Regions from separate parts of the Mus musculus genome. Here region 2 is linked to region 1. Evidence: chromatin contacts called from public Micro-C data. All regions are on one chromosome and are shown on one strand. Each heading gives the region's core, a stretch centred on a gene start, on an enhancer-like site or on the middle of the called end of the contact. The rest is flanking DNA. Distances are from core to core; before and after follow the strand shown.

Region 1 (5,472 bases), core at 1,607-4,106:
TTAAAGGAAGAGAGCCGGGGACAAAGTGGCCCTTTATGGCTCCCATCCCTTTCAAAAGAAGACTTTTCATTTAGTCAGGAAGACAGAGTTTTCGAGAAATAGCCCCTGGGCACTAAGAGGCATTTAAATCAGACCCAGGAAATACTTCTGGCAGAGGGAACTACAGAGCCAGAGAGGACAATGGGGAACTACATTCTCTGCCACCTCACAGCTGGGCCCATCACAGGGCCACTGGAGTCACCTCTGGGGAGCTTCTGGAGGTGAGGGGTGTAGGGGAATGTTCAGGGGAGTGCCTGAGCTGGGACAATAATTTCATATAAGGGGATTAGACAAGGAGAGAAAAAGCTGAGATCAGCCCTAGAGAAGGATTCTCACCGCTTTCCACACTTTGACCTGTTCCACTGCCACAACAGGCTCTCCTTTACAGCAGACATATTTCAAAGGCCTGGTTGGTTCTATTTGCATTTTAAAACCCTGCTGATGGCCTGGGAAAATCAGATCCTTTCAGAATTTCTGAACATCACTCTGCAACACACACACACACACACACACACACACACACACACACACAGAGTCCATGGTCAGGTCCCCTGCTTCTGTACATTCCCTTTGAAGAAGGTCCCTTACCAAAGGCAAAACTAGAAGTGGCCCTCTGGAGATTACCTGAAGGTCTAGAGAGGGGAGAAATGACTCGAATGAAAGCAGGGAGAGTGTAATCAGGACCCATATCAAATCTACTAAATGTAGTTCCCGGGAGAATGGAGGTCATATCAACAAGCAAGAGTTGGTGGGAGGCACAGCACCCTAGGAACACAAATGGGGTGTCCTGTGATTCTGTCAAACTGCAGGGAACAGCACAGGGACTTTGGGGGGAATCTTTAAGGAGGCTCCTTGAAACAAACTGAGAAGAACTGAGCCATTCACCAAGAAAAGCAGCCTCTGCTCTCAGCTGGGCTTGGGAACACTTTGTGTCTCCCACTGCTCCCTTAGAAACAAATATTACCCTGGTTCTCCTTCCTCCCACCCTCCCCCGTGGCTCCTCTTTCTCTGCCTTCCCCTGGGATATGTTGGGTGGAGCTGGACATTTGCAAGGCACTTCGGGGCTGTTTTATCTAGAGTACCACTTTGGGCTTCTGCTCCTGTGGCAGTAATATACACACCCGCCATTCTAGGTCTTAGTATCTATCTATCTATCTATCTATCTATCTATCTATCTATCTATCTATCTATCTATCTATCTATTCATACTCTCTCTCTCTCTCTCTCTCTCTCTCTCTCTCTCTCTCTCTCTCTCTCTCTCTCTCTCCCCTTTCTTGGATCCTTCCTGCCAGGAGCATTTCATAACCCTAATGTCTTCAGGATGGCATGAATTCACTGCAGATCTTCTGACAGGCTTGATGGCTGGCCAGTGGGTCCCCTGAAAAACCATTTCTGAGTATGTGGTGCAGGGACGAGAACACCTGGGTAGAAACATTGGCTCTGGTCATTTGCATCTGCACAGATGAGTTCCGGGGCATCCAGGGTCATAAGTAGCTAAATGTCCACCTGACCGCCAGCCAGTGAATGCAGTCCCCAGGGACTGTGTTTGAGAAAGCTGGACGGGTGGTACAGGATTTTCCTGTAGAACCCCAAAGTGAGAGGGGTTCAGAGAACTCCCAAACTGCCCTCTTAATTAAAACTATGTATGTATGTATGTATGTATGTACGTATGTATGTATGTATGGCATGTGTGTTTGGAGGGGATGTGCATGTGTACCACAGGGCACGAGTGGAAGTCAGAAGACAGCTCGCAGAAGTGAGTTTGCCCTGGAGACTGAACTCCGGTTGTCAGGCTTGGCAGCAAACACCTGCTAAGCCATTTCCCAGGCCCCTAGGTTTCCTCTTTCAAAAATATAGATGGGGGCATGGGCTACACAGCAAAGAGCTAGGGGCTTTCGGTATTTTTATTTCATAATGATCCTGCATTCTCTTGTATAGAATGGGGACTTCTTGAAGGCCAAGATTGTGGCTTACATGCTTATCTTCCTGGTCCGTGTCATAATCATCTGGGTGGCCTCTCAGCCGGCAGTGATGTCCCTCCTGCAGCGGGAGGCTGGCGCCAGGTCCTTTTGAGGGTTCCCTTGGCTCTCCTTGGGTGACATCAAGGCCAATGTCTTTGGAGCACTGAAAGAGAAATGAAACCAGGGATAGCCTTGGTTTCTAGGCTCTTTCTTCTTTGGGTATCTTTTCAGCAGGGGGTGTCAGGCGGACCTTCTGCTGTTACTGGACGAGTGCCTGGTCCCAGGGGCTGGCAGAGCTCTGGGCTCTGCTGCCAGAGAGGTGAATAGAGGAGGGAGGAAGAGATGGTGCCAGGCGCCTGGGCTTGGCAACCACCTCCGGAGGGCACCCGGGGATGCCCTCGAGTGTCCAGCAGGCTGGTGAGGTGCCAAGGCTGGGCAGATGGGGCTGAGAGAAGCCAGCAGGAGCGCACGCCTGGGAAAGGCCTGGGTGCCCAGAAACCTCGGGGGCCAGTAGGGGGCATGGCCAGGTCCGTTTGCAGAGACTAAGACTGACCCCCAGGGGTCGCTGCGCTGTGCTCAGTCCCTGCTCGCCAACACGGGAAGCTGGCTGTACCACCACGCGGCTCCCGCAGGGGGAGCGGCAGCCAGGGCGGCGCCTGGCGGCGGAATCGGGAGACAGCAGCGCGCGGCGGAGAGCAAGCCTAAGCCGGACGGTGACGCAGAGCCCGCAGGCGCTGATGCTGGAGGCGCCAGTGGACGGGGGGAGGCGCGACTCTAAAGGCTGCCCGGGACACCCCCGCACCCCGTGGTAGGAACCGGGACCCAAACAAAGGCGGGCAGCAGATAAAAGGCGGCGGCGGCGGCGGCGGCGGCGGCGGCGGCGAGTGCTTCGCGTGCGCGCTGGGGACGTAGTTGTCACGGACCTGGCGGCGGTCTGCTCGCCAGCGAGCGGAGCTTGGGGGCCGCTGGCCTCCTACAGCTCTGAGGACCTTTCCTCCTGAAATTACCCTCAAGGGACAAGTGTTCGCCGCGGGGTGGCCGAAGCCCCTTAACCCCTGCGGCACCCGTGTATCAGCCTAGCTCGGCTCAGCCAGCGAGGTGAGTGAGACTGCCCCTGGGCGCCATCGGGACTGGGGATGCGCTACTCTGGAGAGGGGAAGGGTCTAACGTGCCACATGCGCCCGGTCTGGGGGCGGGGAGAGGGGGGAGTGCGGGAAGTTCTCTCGCTCTCAGGCCACCCCCGGCCTCAACGCCCTGAGAAAGCCGGCTAATGGGACAGAGTTCAGATCTCAGAGCTTGTCCCTGCGCCCCCGAAGCTTGCACCAACACGCTGGGGACGGGCTGCAGCTTCGGTCTGCGGGAGCGTGTTTAATGTCCAGAATCATCCTGGCTCCCTATCTCCATACCCCTGCTCGTCTCGGTAGGTGTCTGTCTGGGTTCATAAAAGTTGAGCGTCAGCCTGAAGCCATCCCAAATCCGGCTGTCCGCCGGGACTTCAGAGGAGGGAGGGAACAGGAAAAGGTAACGATGGCCCCTGTAGCTGCCCCCTACTTGAGCGCACTCACGCGCTTGGTGGGACCTTCTTTGAGTCTTGGGCTGCGGTGAACCCGCTGCAGGTGCCGCTGCGTGCCAGCCAGGACCTCTGAAGCTCAGGCAGGCGATGGAAGTGGAGCGCTAGAGGGTCCCTGGGTCGACCCAGAACATCCATAAGGACTGTGATGGGGTGGCATCTGAGTAGCCGTGGAGCACAGTCAGGAAAAGATGACCAGCACGAGTGGCGGCGAGTCCCGAGAGCTAGCCCTGCCGCTGGGAGGACTTTTCCCAACTCTCCTAGGAGACGCCTCCCCGGAGGCTTCCTCTGTTGGATCTCTGTCTGGTACAGGGATGCTTCCTGAGTCTGGGTGCGGGTGCTAGTCTGGTTGCACTCTCGGTCAGTACCTCGGACAGCGCACTGAACCCACCAGCCCCAAGCTCCACACACAAATGAAGTACACACACACACTATGTATAGAGCACTCGTGAACACTCCACGCACAAATCCACACTCCTTTCTGATAAATATATTCCCATCGTGGCTCGTAGGCGCACACAATGCACACAGAGACCCAGGATTCACTCCCACGTGGACAAGCCTAATCTTCCCACAAGCCCCAGTTTGTGGGCCAGGACTCATCCCTCTTCACGCTCTCGCTGGAGGATGCTAAAATAAACCGGACACCAGAGACCACTGCCTAGGACCCTCGCTGATACCTCATGACATGCAGGAGCTCAGGCTGTGTGGGTCACAGACACTGGCGTGCACACACACAAACACACAGGCTCAATCAGCCCCCTCCTCTTCTACTGCAGACCTCCCCGAATCAGAGTATCTGCCAAAAGGAGAGAAGCAGCTGTTAGGCTCAAGGGAAGCTCCGGGCAGCAGCCCAGCCAGGCAGGCAGGCAGGCAGGCAGGCGCCTTACAGTCTTGGTTTGAAGCTCAGTGTCCATTTCAGACTCTTCGCCCCCATGACCACTCAGACCTCTTCCTGGCATATCTTCTGCCTCCAGGGTCTGCAATCTTTGCTAGTGCTCTTTGCTGGCTGTTCTCCTTCCCAGGGTTATCTTTCAAATGCACACCCTTTGCTCTTTCCCGTCCATCATCCTTTCTGGCCGCCTTCGTTCCTTTTCCTGACTTTCCTTTGCTGGAGTCTGTGCTCTGACACCCATGTTGGCACCACTGGCCCTTGGGGCACCATCGACTCTGGTTTGCTTCCTCATCTGCAGTTTCCATCCACCCGATCCTGCCTCTCTGAATATTTGCCTCTCTCTGCCCAATAGCTTCGGCAGCTTTTACTGACAATCTTGGGAAATTTTCCAGGGCCAGAGCCTCAGGAAAGTGTCTCAGGGGGCCTCAGAACCTGGAGATCGAGAGATAGTACTGGGGTCACAGGGAGCCTCATCATCACTGCCCCTTCAGCCTCCCCCCCCCCCCCCGCCCAGAGCTGTCGCTTTGAAGGATCCAGACCCATAGCCCAGCTTGCCCTCTGACACTCTCTTGTTGTTATCCTTAAAACCCTGGAAAGGCTTGAGAAAAGGAAGAAAGGAGAGTTGAGGGAGAAATGAACCAGAAATGGGGATTCCTAGACTCTGGTTTTAATTGGTCACAGGTGCCCAGTGTTCCCCTGGACAGACTTCCGCCATACTCTCAGCTTATGCAGGGCTGCCCATGGGACTGCTTTTGGATTTGATTATGAAGAGTGCTGACTCTATAGTGAATGTCCCAACTTGAATGAGCTTGAAACCAGGGTTGTAACTCACAAAGGTTATGGTGCCTCCCACTGCTTCCTGAGAACTCCTCACCTCTGCTAAAGACACCTTGTTCCTGAGTGAGGGAGGCTCAGTTCATTTTCTTAATAGGACCAGAGATGCCAAGTAATTTTCTTACATCACACCGCTCAGGCCCGGTTTCCATGGAGGCAGGCACTGATGTGGC
Region 2 (5,472 bases), core at 898-3,397, 270 kb before region 1:
ACAAACAAACAATGTGTACATCTATGTGTGAGTTCCCCTGCCCATGTGTAAAGGTCAGAGGACAACTTGCAGAAGCTTGCTCGCTCCATCCTGAGAGTCGCAGGGGTTCAATTCATGCTGTCAGGCTTAGAATTAGGTGACTTTTGCCTACTGAATCATCTTGCTGGCCCCTAATTTATTTTTAACGATCATAGATCATGCTGGCTGTGATGGCGCACATATCTATTTTAGCACTCAAGAGGTAGGGAAAGGTTGATCTCTAAGATTTTCAAGGCCAGCTTGGTCTACATAGCAAGTTCCAGGCTAGCCCGGGCTCCATGTATGCTCTCTTAACAACCAGAGGCCATGCGATTATCCTATGTTCACTGGCCTTTAGCAGTGCTTTTTTTTTTTGTTTGTTTTGTTTTTTTGTGGTTGGTTGGTACCGGAATTCAGACCCAGAAACCCAACCATTCTCATTACTTCCCAACCGCTGAGGTATGTGACCCTCAGGAAAATCTTTTCTTTCTTCCTTTCTTCCTCTTTCTTTCTTTCTTTCTTTCTTTCTTTCTTTCTTTCTTTCTTTCTTTCTTTCTTTCTCTCTCTCTCTCTCTCTCTCTCTCTCTCTCTCTCTCTCTCTCTCTCTCTCTCTCTCTCTCTCTCTCTTCTCTCTCTCTCTCTCTCTCTCTCTAAGATTTATTTATTTATTATAGGTGAGTACACTGTAGCTGTCTTCAGACACACCAGAAGAGGGCATTGGATCTCATTACAGATGGTTGTGAGCCACCACGTGGTTGGTTGCTGGGATTTGAACTCTGGACCTTTGGAAGAACAGTTAGTGCTCTTAACCGCTCAGCCATCTCTCCAGCCCCTCTTTCTTTCAATCAACGTAATAAACTTACCACTGCAGTAACCTGTCTCCTTGTGTCTCACAGAATGCCTGGAAGGCAGGGAAACTTCTGTAAAAATCATACTCGTCACCGAACTGTGGCAGGCCCCCGGATGCCTTGGTAACTGCCACTACCGACCCAAGTGCAAACTGAAAATCCAGAGAAAAAGACACATTTTAGACACGGATTCCTGTCCATTCAACAGAAATAAATAAAAAAAAAAAACCTCACAAGAGCTGGAGAGACTCAGTGTTAAAAGAGCGCTTAGCACTTCTCTTACAGGACCTGGGTTAGGATGGGCTCAGACATACAGAGATCCGCCTGCCTCTGCCTCCCAAGTGCTGGGATTAAAGGTGTGCACCACTCCCACCCCACTCAGATGACCATTTTATATCCAGTGCTTTCGATAAGACTGTTGTGAGGTAGTTAAGGGTAAACAATCAGAAGCAGCTGTCGTTGATAAATAATGGGTCACAGACCCACCAATACCCTGCCTGCTTACATTATGATTCATAACGGTAGCAAAATTACTGTTACAAATTAGCGACGAAAATAATATATTTTTTTAAACTAACAAGAGGATCGCAATTTACTTTGAAGTTAATGTCTACATAGATTGCTTGCAGCAAGGCCATCAATGAAAATGATCTTACGGTTGGGGGACCCCGGCAGATGGGAGGTGTGAAGGCCTAATGACAGCATCATGAATTTTGTGAACAAAGACTTTAAATAAATTAAAAAAAAAAAAACTCTATGCTCCTTCTCAAGAGGTCCTTTGACACTTGGAGAGGCTTGATGTCACCCGTGACGGGGGACAGTCAACCCACGAGATTGGGGTAACGGACGTCAGGGCAGCAGCGGGGTGAGCAATGGGAGGGAGCGTCTCCCAGCTGTCGGGCCCCTCGGGAGAGGTAGTGACAAGGACGCCCCTCCGAGGCCGCGGACACGGCTCGACACGCGAAGCCACACGCGCTCACACCGGAAGCGCGGAGCCCTCCTCTCCCGCTCTCCGTGCGCGCCGTCAGGCCGCCGTGACGGGCGCCGGAAGCCCGTAGCCTCAGACCCGTTTCCGGCCAGAACAGGGGGCTCCTGGGGAGCCCCAGGGCCCGCGAACTCACCTTTACGAAGCTGTCTGCATCGGGGAAGCCAGGCAGTACCATCTCCGCGTCAGGCTTGGTCGCACTGGTCGCCGGCGCGGACTGATGCTCCCGGGGACTGGGAGGCGCCATTTTTCCGTCCTAGGGCGGCTCTTCTCGCGAGATTGTTCCGGCTGCCCGAGGCGGGCGTAACACGCATGCGCGCGGTTAAATCCTCCCCCCACCCCTCACCAAGTAGCGTAGCTTTGTGGGTCTTGCCTTAACGATGGGGAAATTTAGGCTTTTCTTTGATTTCACGCTGTATCCTAACAAACCTGTGGCCTCGCCTGAGAACTGGAGGGAGGGTACAATCAAAATCACATTTAAAGCTAGCTCTTCACCTCCGATCCGCCTGCCTCATCCACTCAAGTGCTGGGATTAAAGACGTGCAAAACCACGTTAGGATTGGGTTTTTCCAATTTGTTTAAAACATTGGGCGAGGGAGGGAAGGGAGGTTTTGAAGCAGTTAAGAACACTCGCTGTTTTTTTTTAAAGAGGACCACAGCACGCAGGCTTGAAGTTCATGACCACTTGTAACTCCAGTTCCAAGGGAGCAGATGACTTCAACTGGCTGACATGGGCACCCATACACATACATACATGTGCCATACTGATAAAGTGACACGCCTATGTGTGTGTGTGTGTATGTATGTATGTATGTATGTATGTATGTATGTATGTATGTATTCTCGTTTATTATGACAGGGTTTTCTGTGTAGTCCTGAAACTCAAGAGACCCATGGTTGCCTGTCTAGTGCTGGAATGTAATGGTGTTAGCTCCTGTGCCTGTTAGTCAGTGGCTCACCACTGAGTTTAATCCAAAGCCCAATAACAGAATTTACAAAATGATGAACAGAAAGCCAGTCATACACATATATGCTTTTAAAATTCTGATGTCATTTATTGGCACAAAATTTACTCAGATACAACGTGGTGTCTAGATGTGGCTTTACTTTATACTTTGTGTATTTAGTTGGATATTTACTTTGCTTATAACTCACAACCTGCTCTAGTGTGTCCCTCTGTGATCAGCATTTATGTTCTGAGTCCCTGCTGCAAATACAGCATATCCCTCCCTCACTGAACACAGTAGAGCCAGTGTGGCCCCGCATGGAGATCCTTGGCACACCTGCTCATGCCCGGTGGCCAGGCTTCTGAACAAATGTCCTCCTGGAAGGGCAGGTCTTGTGAGTTTCAGCATCGTGGGGTCAGGCGGAAGACAGACTCTCTTAGCCATGTTGGCCCATCCTGCAAATGTCGCCACTGCATCCAGGGACGGGTGAGGTAACAGGATAGTGGAGTGCCGACCTCTGTGTCCTTGCCGTTGGAGCCCCTGGTTGAGAGGACCAACTGGATTATTCTGTCAGCAATGTTTATGATGAGTTTTCTTGTAAGTTAAGTCAAAACCCGTATTTCTCAGTTACCCATCTTCTGTTCTCCCAAAATCCAAGGCTTGGCTTCTGAAGGATTACTGTGTTTCACTGTCCTGGGAACTGAATCAAGCCTTGTGTTTCTGACAGTGTCTTTTCAACAGCAGCTAGGAGGTTGGCGGAAGCCAACTTTGAATATACAGTAGTTCTTTTCATATACATTTCAAAATATTTAACAAGTCCAACTGTCTGTCCATGGTTTTAGTCCACTGGAAGCACAGACAAGGTACTAAAGCCTGGGAGGAGACGACGTGGTTTTCCAGGCCTCAGTTACCAGAAGGGACACCTAGGAAGGTGACAGAAAGGGGACGGTCAGTCAGAGCCCCGTGGGACTCAGTCAGTATCACTAGTCAAGGGCTAACGGGCCTGAGCTCCCAGAGATCTCTCTGCCCAGACTCGATTACAGGATTACCAATCTTCTTCTTCCCTTTTTCTCTCTAGTCATTGCTCTGACTCTTCCTGTGCCCTTCTACATCTCAGGAGTGACAACAAAAATCTAAAGCCACCACAGAAAGTCACACACCTGCCCATTCTAAACTGTAGCTCTGAAGCAGCTGTGACTTCCAGATACAGATCACAGCTCTCAGTTTCCCGTTAGACAAGGAGCATTCTCAGATATTTTTGAGACATGGTTTCACCACTATAGCCTTGGCTGTACTGAAACTTCGAGTTTTGCCTGCCTCTGCGTGCCCAGTGCTGGGGAGTAAGGGCATGCCCACCATGCCTGGCTGAGGAGGCTCCTCTGCAGGCTCACTCACCAGCCAATGTAGCACTGGCAGAGGTTCTCGTGAGATGTTGCCTGCTTGATAAGCAGCTCCACTTGGGTTGGAACATCCAAAGTGTCATCATGAGAGAAATCCCGACCTAGGAAGCAGAAAGACTGTCATCTGCACTTGGCAACAACACAGCCCATGTTCTTGTTTGGCTCAGCTAGAGCAGGAAGGACAGACCACATCTGCAGTGAGAAATTCACCTCTGTGTCATCTGCAGGCACACTGATCTCTTAATATAGACCCAGTTCTAAGATGTGCCTAATAGCGCTGTTCCGAAATCAGATTTGAGGCGTGAACAAGGTCATTTAGCTTGAACCCCACAAATTTTCATCAGTGTTTCTACTGGACAGTTAAGATCTTGTCCCCACACAGGCTCAGCAGCCTAACTAGCCAATAGAGCTTCTTTGATAATATGCTTTTTTTTTTTTTAAAGCCAAATTCATTTACTGTTGGTAATCAATAGCCCAGACTCCCAAATATCTAAACTTCGTCGACTAAAGATAATGCACGGTATGATTATGCATTTCTATTTGATTTTTTTTTTAATTATTTTATTTATTTAGTCCCCCCTCCCAGAGTCCTCTGCATGTCATTCTTGCTCAGGGGCCATGCTAATCCTCTCTGTATCATTCCAACATTAGTATATTTGCTACCGAAGCGAGAACGGTTTTGTTTTATGTTTTAGAGATTTTTAAATTTTATGTGCCTCAGTGTTTTGCCCATATGTGTACCATGTTTGTGCTCTTGGAGGTCAGAACATGGAGTCAGGTGCCCTGGAATTGGAGTTACTGATAGGCATGAACCATATATGGATGCTGGGAACCAAACCTGGACCACAAGGATAACACCTGCTTTTCACCACAGAGCCACCTTTCCAGGCCCATCCCACCTCTTTTTCTTTTCTTTGAGATGGGGGTGGGGGGGAGTGGGTCTTGAGAGAGACTTCATGTAGTATCAGCTGGCCTGAGTAGGTAGTTGTACCTGCCCATCTGATTATTTTTGAGTATTCCTAGAACTCACTGTTATGACCCAGCCAGCTGCACTTCTGCTTTGTTTTACTACTGGGATTGCAGGCATGAGCCACCACGCCTAGCTGGCAAAGCACCTTTCTCCTACCTCAATGACTGTTTAAGTCTTCCAGATCTCCATAAATACTAGGGTTTCTCCACTTGTCATGGTTCAGTTCTAGCCCTGAGGCTATGCTGGGCGGCTTGCAGACTGGCTTCTTTTCATCAGTCTCCTCTTCTCCCAAACCTAGGCATGC

What was found. Hi-C and Micro-C count contacts between places; a contact is called where the count stands out from the background.
Region 2: a Micro-C map of embryonic stem cells shows a contact between it and region 1, with 3 times the contacts expected there. The contact joins the promoter of Exosc10 here to the promoter of Disp3 in region 1. A contact is called at or near these places in 1 of 39 promoter capture datasets (stem cell-derived epiblast-like cells) and 1 of 484 Hi-C or Micro-C datasets (embryonic stem cells).

The regions. Positions count from the first base shown.
Region 1 is chr4:148,285,349-148,290,820 of GRCm38.p6, reverse strand. Disp3 (dispatched RND transporter family member 3) reads left to right here and starts at 2,856. Exons shown (of 21, transcript NM_001083342.1): 1 at 2,856-3,098.
Region 2 is chr4:148,555,094-148,560,565 of GRCm38.p6, reverse strand. Exosc10 (exosome component 10) reads right to left here and starts at 2,147. Exons shown (of 25, transcript NM_016699.3): 1 at 1,988-2,147; 2 at 882-1,018. The coding sequence starts at 2,098. Mtor (mechanistic target of rapamycin kinase) reads right to left here. Exons shown (of 58, transcript NM_020009.2): 57 at 4,194-4,299; 58 at 2,881-3,721. The coding sequence ends at 3,706. It also overlaps the pseudogene Gm23318.